Linked DNA regions of Sus scrofa: region 1 is linked to region 2. Evidence: chromatin contacts called from public HiChIP or PLAC-seq data. All regions are on one chromosome and are shown on one strand. The core of a region is the stretch at or near the end of the contact, and the rest is flanking DNA. Distances in the headings are between cores, read along the strand shown. Region 1 holds the start of SMAD4 (SMAD family member 4). Region 2 holds the start of ME2 (NAD-dependent malic enzyme, mitochondrial).

Region 1 (4,921 bases), core at 320-2,819, 150 kb before region 2:
ATCTAATTACTCTGTAAAATTGTGCATTTCTGTATTTTCTAGTAGGACTAAATAGTTTCAGAAAAAAAGTACTGAACCTCCTTTTTAAACACCCAAATAATCAAACTGCTCCTGAGACTAAAAGGATGCTCATTCTTAAAAAAGTCAAAGGTTGTTAAAAAATTAGCCAAGACTACATGCTTTTAGAAAGTCGATTCAGGCTAAATAAAATTACTCTCCATTATCTTATATTTATTATTCCTAAATAACTGGCAGTTTCACCTTGAACTATGGTGCAGAAACTGAAGGCATTAAGAAACAAAATTAAAAATAAACTACTTAGAAATAAGTATATATATTTAATCTTACTGGGATTTGGGGAAGGAAATAACTATCATTTTTCAATAGTTTTTTTAAACTCCTCTATACCCTCCCACCCAAAAAACACAATCTAGTTAACTACATCCATTTCTTTGAAAAAAAATTTTAAATCTAGTTTAAGAAATCGTAATAGCAGTTTGGGGCATGGGATGGAGCCACCGCCCTACACATCCTACACCAATTTGATGCTCAGTAACTGTAGTCCTAGCAATAACATAAACTATAGCTTTTAGTTTTTTGTTAGGCTTGCGGGGGGAAGGCGGGTGTAAGGTGCTAAGAATGTTTCCTCCACACCGCTATCACCCACAATACTCAAAAAGTAAGTAAACAAATCAAAAGCAGAAATATAAACTGGAATACACAACCAGGAAGAGAAAATATGAGACAAAGAGAAAATAAAATTTTGCCCAAGAAAAGAAATTAGGACACACCATTTACAACTTTCATTTAGACCTAAGGCAATACACTCACTCCAGCCGACCTGATACGCTCGATTGGGAGGGACAGTATTACTCCAAGAACAACAAAGAGGAGAGGCGGCCGCCGCAGGAGTCCCTGTCCGAGTTTAACTAGATTCTGCGACAACTGAGAGCGGAGTTCGGGGCCGGAGGACCCGCTCCGGAGCCCCAGGCACGCTAGGCACCCGGCTCTGGCCGACCTGCTCAGGGGCAGCCGGCCCGGCGGGCCCGACAGGCGGCCGCGCTGGGCCCGCTGGCCTCCCGCGCGCTCCCCGCCGCCACCGCCGGGAGCCCGCCCCGGGGCGGGGAAGCCGCGGGCGGGGTGCGCGGGCCGGGCCGGGCGAAGGGGAGGGGACATGGCGCGTTACCTGGGCTCCAGCGACGGCGAGGGGCGTCCCTTCTCCCTCCGCGGCTCGTCAGCGGGAGCGCCAAGCCCGTCGCTCCCCCGGCGGCCCGGAGCGCTCCTCGGCCCCCGCCCCGGGGCGTCCGCGCCAGGCCGCCCCTCCTCGGCGCCGCGCCGCTGCCCGCGCGGGCCGGGCCGCCTCGAGCTCCCGCGCCGCCCCGCGGCAAGAGGCCTCTCTCGCTGGGCGGCCGGCTCCCCTCACCCGCACCGCCCCCTGGGCGGCCGCGGAGCCGAGGGGAGGGCGGGAAGGGCCTCCCGAGGAGAGCAGGCCGGAGCGAACGCGGGCTCCGCCACCCGAGCCGCTCCGTTACCGCAGCGGAGACGACGTCCACGGCCGTGTTGTTGCTGCCAACTTGTCGAGAAGACACTGAGCATGCGCGAGCGGAGACCACATCCGGGTAATTTCAGGGTTTGGCCCTTCTCCCCCGCAGCTTTCCTTTCTCTCCACTGCCCCCGCCTCCTGCCCCAGTGACGAGAGGGTCGCTCTGCGCAGGCGCCGGCGCAGCAGCATAGTCGGCGGGGAGTCCCGAGTCTCCGCCAGGTCTCCGGCCCTGGCGGAGGGTTCTGCCCTCAAGGGTGGGGGGAGAGGCTGCTTGGAGGGAGTGGTGATCTGACGAATGGGCACCCCTTTGTCAAAAAGTATCCAAGCAACGCAGGAGAGCTTGGCGTGTAGTGGGTGTCCAGTAAGTTTATAAAAAGCGATGAAGTGGGCCGTGTTTTTGAGGACCTGCGTGGGCATGAAAATTAACTTGCTCTAGGGAGTAGGTAGTTGTAGAGGTTTACTTTGAGAAGAAACTGGGATGGACTGCACCTTCCTTCCCTTTTCGCCAGCCCTGGGTCAACTAGATTTGAAGGTGTTTAAACTCTCAGGATGCCTTCCTGGGGTGAAGAGATGCGCAAAACAGTCATGGAACCATAGAATTGAGAACCTGGACAGGTGTTAGGAAAAATGAATGGTTTCTGTTGGAAAAGATTTAGGTGGAACCTCAGAGTTGGAAGGGACTTTAAAAGGTCCAACAATACACCTGTTAATTAAGTTACCTGTTGAGGAGTTCCCTTCGTGGCTCAGTGGTTAACGAATCCGACTAGGAACAATGAAATTGCGGTTCGGTCCCTGCCCTTGCTCAATGGGTTAAAGATCCGGCGTTGCCGGGAGCAGACGCGGCTTGGATCCCGCGTTGCTGTGGCTCTGGCATAGGCCGGCGGCTACAGCTCCGATTAGACCCCTAGCCTGGAAACCTCCATATGCTGTGGGATCGGCCCTAGAAATAGCAAAAAAAAAAAAAAAAAAAAAAAAAAAAAGTTACCTGTTGGATAGGGAATTGCATAAACCCTGCTTTTGACTTTATACTTCCTTTATTTGAAAATTTTACAAGATGAATGCAATTATTTGACATTTTTAAGGTTTCGGAAAATACGATGTACTAATTCTTCTAACAAACCAGTGAAATACTTCTGTTGGGGGTCCCACCAAGACTAATTACTACTAGAAAATTCTAAAGTCATTTCTTAAGTCTTGTCGCCCAGAAACTGTCCCACCTACTCTGTGCACACAGTGCCCTAACCCCATGCTGTGCTGGCTTGCCCAGTCTGGACACTTTTCTCTTCTGACTGACAGCCTCTGCATCTGTCCTCTTCAAACTGGTGTCCTCTGGGGTTTATGAAGACTTTTCAAGACTAGCTTTAAGGGAATTCATTTCCAGATGCCTAAATGCCATGTATACTATAGTCTAAAATTGCCCAGCCTGAGAAAGTACCTGAGGACACAACCTCCCCTTTCAAAACTGTTCTTCCCCTACCTTACAGAACAAAGTGCAAATTCTCACCCATTACTAAGGTGCATCGATGTGAAAAACCTCGAGGACAATTCAGGAGAACAATTCAGAAATTTGTTGTCTGTGCTGAAAAAGTGAATCAAACGAATGAGTTATAAGCTATAAGTTATTTTGCAAGTTAGGTTGTTTTCAAGTCTTTGCTATCGACAAAGTTGAAGGAAAATCTAAGGAGGTGATTTTATAATAGATCAACATGTGATTCTTTGCAATATACCTCAGAAGGAATTAAAAGCATTGAGTAACATTGCTATATTTAAACTTCTTCCTTTCCTATCTGTAGTAGTTATCTATACACATACATCTGGTCATCTCTGCCATATCCTGTTGGCCAGAAACAAATCACAAATCCCACCTCCACTCAAGAGAGGAGACCACAAAAGGGCAAGAACATCAGAGGTGGGATCATATGGGGCCACTTAGAGTCTATTTATTTATTTATGCAAAGGATAATTCCTATAAACTCTGCCTCTGCAGATTTCTTCACATTCCCTTTGCCTGCTTGCTTAAGGGAAACCTGACTTTCCCCTGGGGCACTGCTTCCCCTCCCCTTCTCAAGTAGTGGGTACTGTATTTTCAACCATAAGCCTTGTAGACTGAGCCTGGAGGTGAGGTAGGTGTCCTTCCTGCTCCTCAACACTGCTTTCAGACTCTCTCTCTCTCTCTCTCTCTCTCCCTCCCACTATTAACCTGCAGCTTTAAATCTTGCCAGCCAGTATCCCGCATCACTGCTCTTAGCCCCCTTCATTTTTCCATCATCTGCTTTTGTCAGCCTCTCCAATATCATTTCAGTCTTAATCCTAGGTGGTTGTAATACATACTTAGATGATCATCCCCATTCCCTGACTTCTGCTCCAAGGACCTTTTCCTACCCTAACACAGCCATTTATTCCCCTGGCATAATCATGGGAGCCTTATCAAACATGGCCACTTCAGCACCACAATTTCAAACACCCCACACTCTGAACACTACCTCATGTTTCCATATTGTCCTGTAGTACTCTAACTCCAACAATTCTGCAACCTGCTTATCCACTCTCTTAATCCAATGGCCAGTCATCACAATCACTCCCTTGCACACACTCTCAACCCCCTTCCCCTCTTCCTCCTTTGCCATGCTTACTGGGCAAAAGCACAAGCCAGTTCTCCATCTATTCCATGTCAGCACCCATGCATCAGAATGTGGCTTAAAAAAAATACACAATCACACTGACTAGTTTCACATTAATAATTGCATCACCCTGAACCTCAGAGCTGCCCAGGAATCCCTTCTACTTCTCTCCTCCATTCATCTAGATTTCATACTTTCTCTGTTCTCAAACCTATACCTCTTTCCTTCTCATCCTTATTGTTGATTCATAAACTTGCTTCCTATTCCACTGAGAAAGTTGAAGCAATAATATGAAAACTTCCTAGGAATCTCACCCTCTCATCTACCCATAGCCACTTACCAGCATCTGTAACCTCTTCCCCACCCTCCCTTCTGTTACATAGGTGAGTTTTCCATGCTCCAAGCTAAAGCCAATCCATCTGCTAAGACAACAGACCAAAATATTGTCTTATTTAATCAAGATCATCACCATCGCTCCACTACTTATGCCCCCTCCTCTATCTTATCAAAGTTTCCTTTTCTCCTGGGTGATTCCCACAAGCGTACGAGCAGGTATTATTTCTCCAGTCCTATAAAATCTTCTCTTTGACCCACTGCCACTGGCAGCTACTGCCCGATGTCTCTGTTTCCTTTGCAACAAAACTCCTAAAAGGGTTTTCTATGCTTACTATCTCGAGTTCATCTCCCATTCTAGAGCACCAAAACACATACCATATGATATAGTTAATGTAAAATTCAAAAGCATGCCAAATAACAA
Region 2 (5,221 bases), core at 275-2,774:
AGTAACAGTATCGACCTCAGGGCCTTATTTCGAGATAATTCTTGTAGAGAGAAGCGCCCGCCCATGATTAACAGTTAATACAGCTTCTATGGTTATCAATTGCAACTCTAAAAGAAGTAACAATGCTATCACCTGTTTTGGTTTGACGTGCCTGCCATAAACTTTAAGAAGGTAAATCACACAGATATGAGATAACACGTTTTTGTAAGGAAGCATGTCTGTTGAGAATTGTTTTGATTACGCTTCTTCACTCCAAAAGGCAACGTAAATTTTCTAGAATTATCTTCGGAAACAAAAAAAGTCAAATCCAGGATCTCAATGTAATACCATACAAGCAGAAATGGTTATCACCAGCGTGGGGAAAAAACACAACAACCTGCCAATCATAGTCCACAGATGTCATTTCATATCAATGAACAGAACGGTTCCATTCTTAGAACTTTCTAGCCCGCAACAAACTTCCTTTAAAGTGAGAACAATCGCAACATACAAACAAAATGCCCAATCCTGCCATTAATTCATCCCTGCAGAAGAAGAGATCTATTTGATAAAGGAATATGGAGCCACAAAAACGGTCTTTACCGAGCGCGGGAGTAAAGGGTAAAAGATGCTCCTGTTACGGAGTCCTCAGGGCCTTACTACGAGTCGGAAGGAGGGCGCCCTGGACTGGGAAGTCGCGTCCCTAAGCGCCAGGGAAGAGCCGCCGACAGCCGAAGAGAGGGTCGCCGCCATCCGACCCGCTGCCCCCGTTCTCAGCCGGGACTCGGTGAGCCTCTTCCGTTCCCGTCCGTTCACCCCACCTTCCCACCCTCTAAGCGGAGACCTTGAGGGCCTCACGCGCGGAAGCCGACAGCGGGTCCGCAATCTGCTCCCCTGGCCCGGCGAGAGGAGGCCGGCGCCCGCTCCCATCCCGGAACTCCCGCCCGGGCCCCGCCGCTCCAGGCCGCCCGCAGCTGCGCGCCGCGCAGAGCCTTACCACAAGTCTCGCCCCGCGACAGGTGGTGCTTCGAACGGAGAGGCCACGGCCTCTCAGCCCACCCGGACGATGCTCAGCTCCAGCTGAGTCCGCCCCTCCCCTTCTCTAGGCTTCCCGGAGCCGGCGCCAGCTAAGGGTCCACCCGGCCGGGTCGGCTGGATACCGGGGAGGCCACCAGTAAATCCGCGTAGTGAGGAGAGGAGCTGAGAAGACTGCCGGCACGGCCCCATGGGCGGAGACTGACGGGCGGGCGGGCCAATGCGGAGGCAGGAAGCAGCCTTAAGAGGCGGGGCTCCGCCGGGAGGTTTCGCAGCCTGAGCACCCACGTCCCAGCCTGTCAGGACCTTCATCTGTCCGGTTGCTTGAGGTTACTGTTTGGAGGCCGGATTCATTCCCTTAAGAGCCCGACCCCGAGGAGTGAGAGAGGGGTCGCGTAGAGTGGAAGGAATCCTGATATACAGAAAAAAACCGTAGCCCCATGAAAACAGCTGGGGACCTCACATCTCCGCAGCTAGCGGGAAGGTCGGAGGTGATTGCTGAGCGTTCGCGCGAGAAGAGGTTCTGCGCAGGCGCGGGCGAGGCCGGGGATCGGGTGGAGCAGGTCTGCGGGTACCAGTCGCGGAACCTGAGAGGAAGGCTAAGGGTTCGGGTCCGTCCTGGACAGCCAGTGGAGGCCGGGAGAGGATGGGCGAGATTTAGGAACTAGATACAAGCCAGGAGACTGGAGAAGCTGCAGAAGGAGGACCCAGGAAATGCAAAGCCTCCTCACTTTAGGAACGCTTTGTTTCTCAGCAATTTTTGTTTGTCGAAGCGTCGCTATTTTGCAGAATTCTTTGCCCCTCTCTACCCTTGCTGGCACAGTTATTGGCCCGCAGGGAATTTACTAATGATCCTTATCATTACAGTCACCACCAATAGATATTCAGTATTCCCTTTCAGAAAAGCCCTGGAACCCTAAATTGTTGTCTTCAAAGCATCGGGAAATAGATGAATAATCTGTTCCCATCCACAGTTGCGGTGTTGAAGGATATTTCTTCACTCTTGTTTCATAAAATGTTATCACCAGAAAGTCCTCACTATAATCGAGTTTTTGTGCTTTTAAATATAGTAGGAGTTCCCGTCATGGCGCAGTGGTTAACGAATCCGGCTAGGAACCATGAGGTTGCGGGTTCGGTCCCTGGCCTTGCTCAATGGGTTAACGATCTGGCGTTGCTGTGAGCTGTGGTGTTGGTTACAGACGCGGCTGGGATCTGGCCTTGCTGTGGCTCTGGTGTAGGTCAGTGGCTACAGCTCTGATTAGACCCCTAGTCTGGGAATCTCCATATGCCACAGGAGTGGCCCTAGAAAAGGCAAAATAAATAAATAAATAAAAATAAGAAAATAAAATATAGTAAAAATAATTTTTAAGTAAAGATGTAAAGGATAAAGAGGCAACGATGAAATGAGAAAATTAAAAGTGATGGAAATGTAGGATAGGGAAGATTGAGCAGAAGTAGAGAAAAATGAACTCTCCCCTTCTAAACTCGTTTACAATTATGTAAAATTTGGAGCAACCATGCCACATTGGGCATGTTGGGGAAAGAGTAGAGGATAAATGATGGGCATGGCTGCTATAGTAACCACAGCTGTGAAAGAGGGACTATGAAAAAGCATGACCTAAAAAAGCCCTGCTTGCCAGATAACTGTCAAGATGCAGCAAGTTGAATGGGAGAAAATTTAAAAATTACAGGTGCCATTCATCTTGGGCGGTCTCTTCTCTGTCCTAATTCTTTCCATCAGCAGCCTCATTCTTTTCCTGTCAACAGCATGTATCTCTCCTTTTTTTAGTTTAAAACCAATGTCACCAATCATTGGCATTTAATCAAATATCTAGAGTATTCTAGGATAGGCTCTATAAAAGAAAATCAGAAAATCATTTCTATTAATGCATCTTCCTTAGTAGTCTTACTTTTTTTGGCGGGGGGGGGGTCTTTTTAGGGCCGCACCCGTGGCATATGGAGGTTCCCAGGCTAGGGGTCCAGTCGGAACTACAGCTGCTAGCCTATGCCACAGCCACAGCAAAGCAGGATCCGAGGCTCGTCTGTGACCTACACCACAGCTCACTGCAATGCCGGATCTTTAGCCACTGAGTGAGGCTAAGGATCTAGCCCATATCCTCATGGATCCTAGTTGGGTTCATTAACTGCTAAGCCACGGAGGGAACTCCCTAAAAATTTTTTTGATGCCTACCCTGTACCAATTAAATAAGAAACTTCTGATATGCGTCTCCAATACCTGTGTTTCTTCATGGTTCTCATGTTTGTATTTTTTTTATGTATTTTCCTGTATAAGTTCCATAAAAATGGGGATTTATAAAAATTGTCTCCCTGTATTCCTAAGTCCTTACATATGATTAACGTTTGAATAATTAATGGGCAGGTTTAGAATGTTGATGTCTTCTTTGTTCTAAAGGAAACATTCTCAAAGTGTGGTCCTGGATCATCACCTCATCCTTCTCCTCCTCCTCCTCATCATCATCATCACCTGGGAACTTGTTAGACATGCAAATACTTGAGCCCCATCCCAGACCCACTGAATCAAAAACTCTGTGGTTGGCCCCCATCAGTCTGTGTTTTGACAAGTTCTTCAGGTGATTTAGATACTGGCTCAAGTTTAAGAACAACTGTCTGAAACCATGCATTGATTAAGCAATCCTCAGAGTGTAGTTTATTTTTTTGTATGACATTTTCTACTGAGATGAACTAATTGGGAAATGGGAATGAGAAAGATAACAATACTTGCCCTCAGGAATCTACATTGTGATGTCGAAATAAAGCATTTATTCATATAGGTATACTTCAAAATGCAGTGTGTTATTAAGCATGTATTTAGAGATGAAATGACAATCATGATGTCTTGAGTTTGGTTTATATTACTCTAGGGAGAAAAAATGGGGATGGATGAAAAACTGAACAATGTCAGTTTTTTTTTTTTTCTTCTTTTTTATAGCTGCACCTTCGGTATGGGTTAGGGGTTGAATCTGCGCTGCAGCTTGTGGCTACACTGGATCCTTAACCCACTGAGCGAGGCCAGGGATGGAACACGCATTCTTAGGGAGACAATGCAGGGTCCTTAACCCACTGAGCCACAATGGGAACTCCCAAAATGTCATTATTTGTTAAGCCTAGGTGCTGTCTTTAAGGGGACTTATACTATATTCTCTACTTTTGTATATAATTGAACATTTCATTATAAAAAAAATTAAAGGCAATATATCAAGAATAAACGCAAAGCATTGTAGTTTACAAGAAACAATTACAGGAGTTCCCGCTGTAGTGCAGCAGGTTAAGGATCCAGTGTTGCCACAGCTGCGTCTCTGATTTGATCCCTGGCCAGGTAACTTACATATGCCACAAATGTGTCTGAAGAACAAAAAAAATAATAAAAATAAAAAAATAAAAAAGCAATTACATATATTTTAATCTCATTATTTACACATTTATGACATCTTGAATTGAGATGTTAACATGTTAAATTGAACATTTAAAAATTCTTGTCCTGCTCAACTGGGTTTCTCAAAATATAAAACCCCAGCAGACTTTGTTTTTGCAATGGCAATCTGTTTTCCCTTCTGAAGAAGTTTATAATAAATTTAAACAAAAGTACTTCCACTATTTTCTGGATCTAAACACAATGCATAGATTTAAAAAATCATTTATTTTTATTATGGAAGAATATTCACATTGAGTATGGGAAAGTCATTCTGGCTTAAACATGATTTAGCTTAAACCTTATGCTACCTAGAACAGCCTATTTTGTGGCTTATTAAACATGTGTTGTATATCTGCTTTAACCACTAAAAAAAATTCATTTCAAAAATCAAAATGAGGTAACTGTGGTTCAGGCATTCAAAATGGAGCCAGGTGGCCATTGTGGATGTGGTTTCAGAAATGTGCCTACATTAATGAGAACTTGAATTTTCTTTTTTTCTTTCTTTCTTTTCTTTTATTATTATTTTGGCTTTTTACGGCTGCACCTGTGGCATATGGAGGTTCCCAGGCTAAGGGTCAAATCAGAGCTAGAGCTTCCAACCTACACCACAGTTCACAACACCAGATTCTTAACCCAGGAGCAAGACCAGGGGTCAAACTTGAGTCCTCATGGATACTAGTCGGGTTCGTTACTGCTGAGCCACAACAGGAACTCCATAGAACTTGAATTTTCTGAACTATAATCAGACTCAAGGACACCACCAGCCTTTCTTAA

What was found. HiChIP or PLAC-seq counts read pairs in DNA pulled down with a chosen protein or histone mark.
Region 1: a contact with region 2 is called in an H3K27ac HiChIP or PLAC-seq map of skeletal muscle. The contact joins the promoter of SMAD4 here to the promoter of ME2 in region 2. A contact is called at or near these places in 1 of 47 Hi-C or Micro-C datasets (heart right ventricle) and 1 of 2 datasets of contacts at active chromatin or transcription factors (skeletal muscle).

Annotation. Positions count from the first base shown.
Region 1 is chr1:100,570,773-100,575,693 of Sscrofa11.1, reverse strand. It overlaps SMAD4 (SMAD family member 4), which reads right to left and starts at 1,569. Exons shown (of 12, transcript NM_214072.1): 1 at 1,187-1,569. LOC102159046 reads left to right here and starts at 1,175. Exons shown (of 2, transcript XM_021084754.1): 1 at 1,175-1,619. The coding sequence starts at 1,175.
Region 2 is chr1:100,415,707-100,420,927 of Sscrofa11.1, reverse strand. ME2 (NAD-dependent malic enzyme, mitochondrial) reads right to left here and starts at 1,524. Exons shown (of 16, transcript XM_021093285.1): 1 at 977-1,524.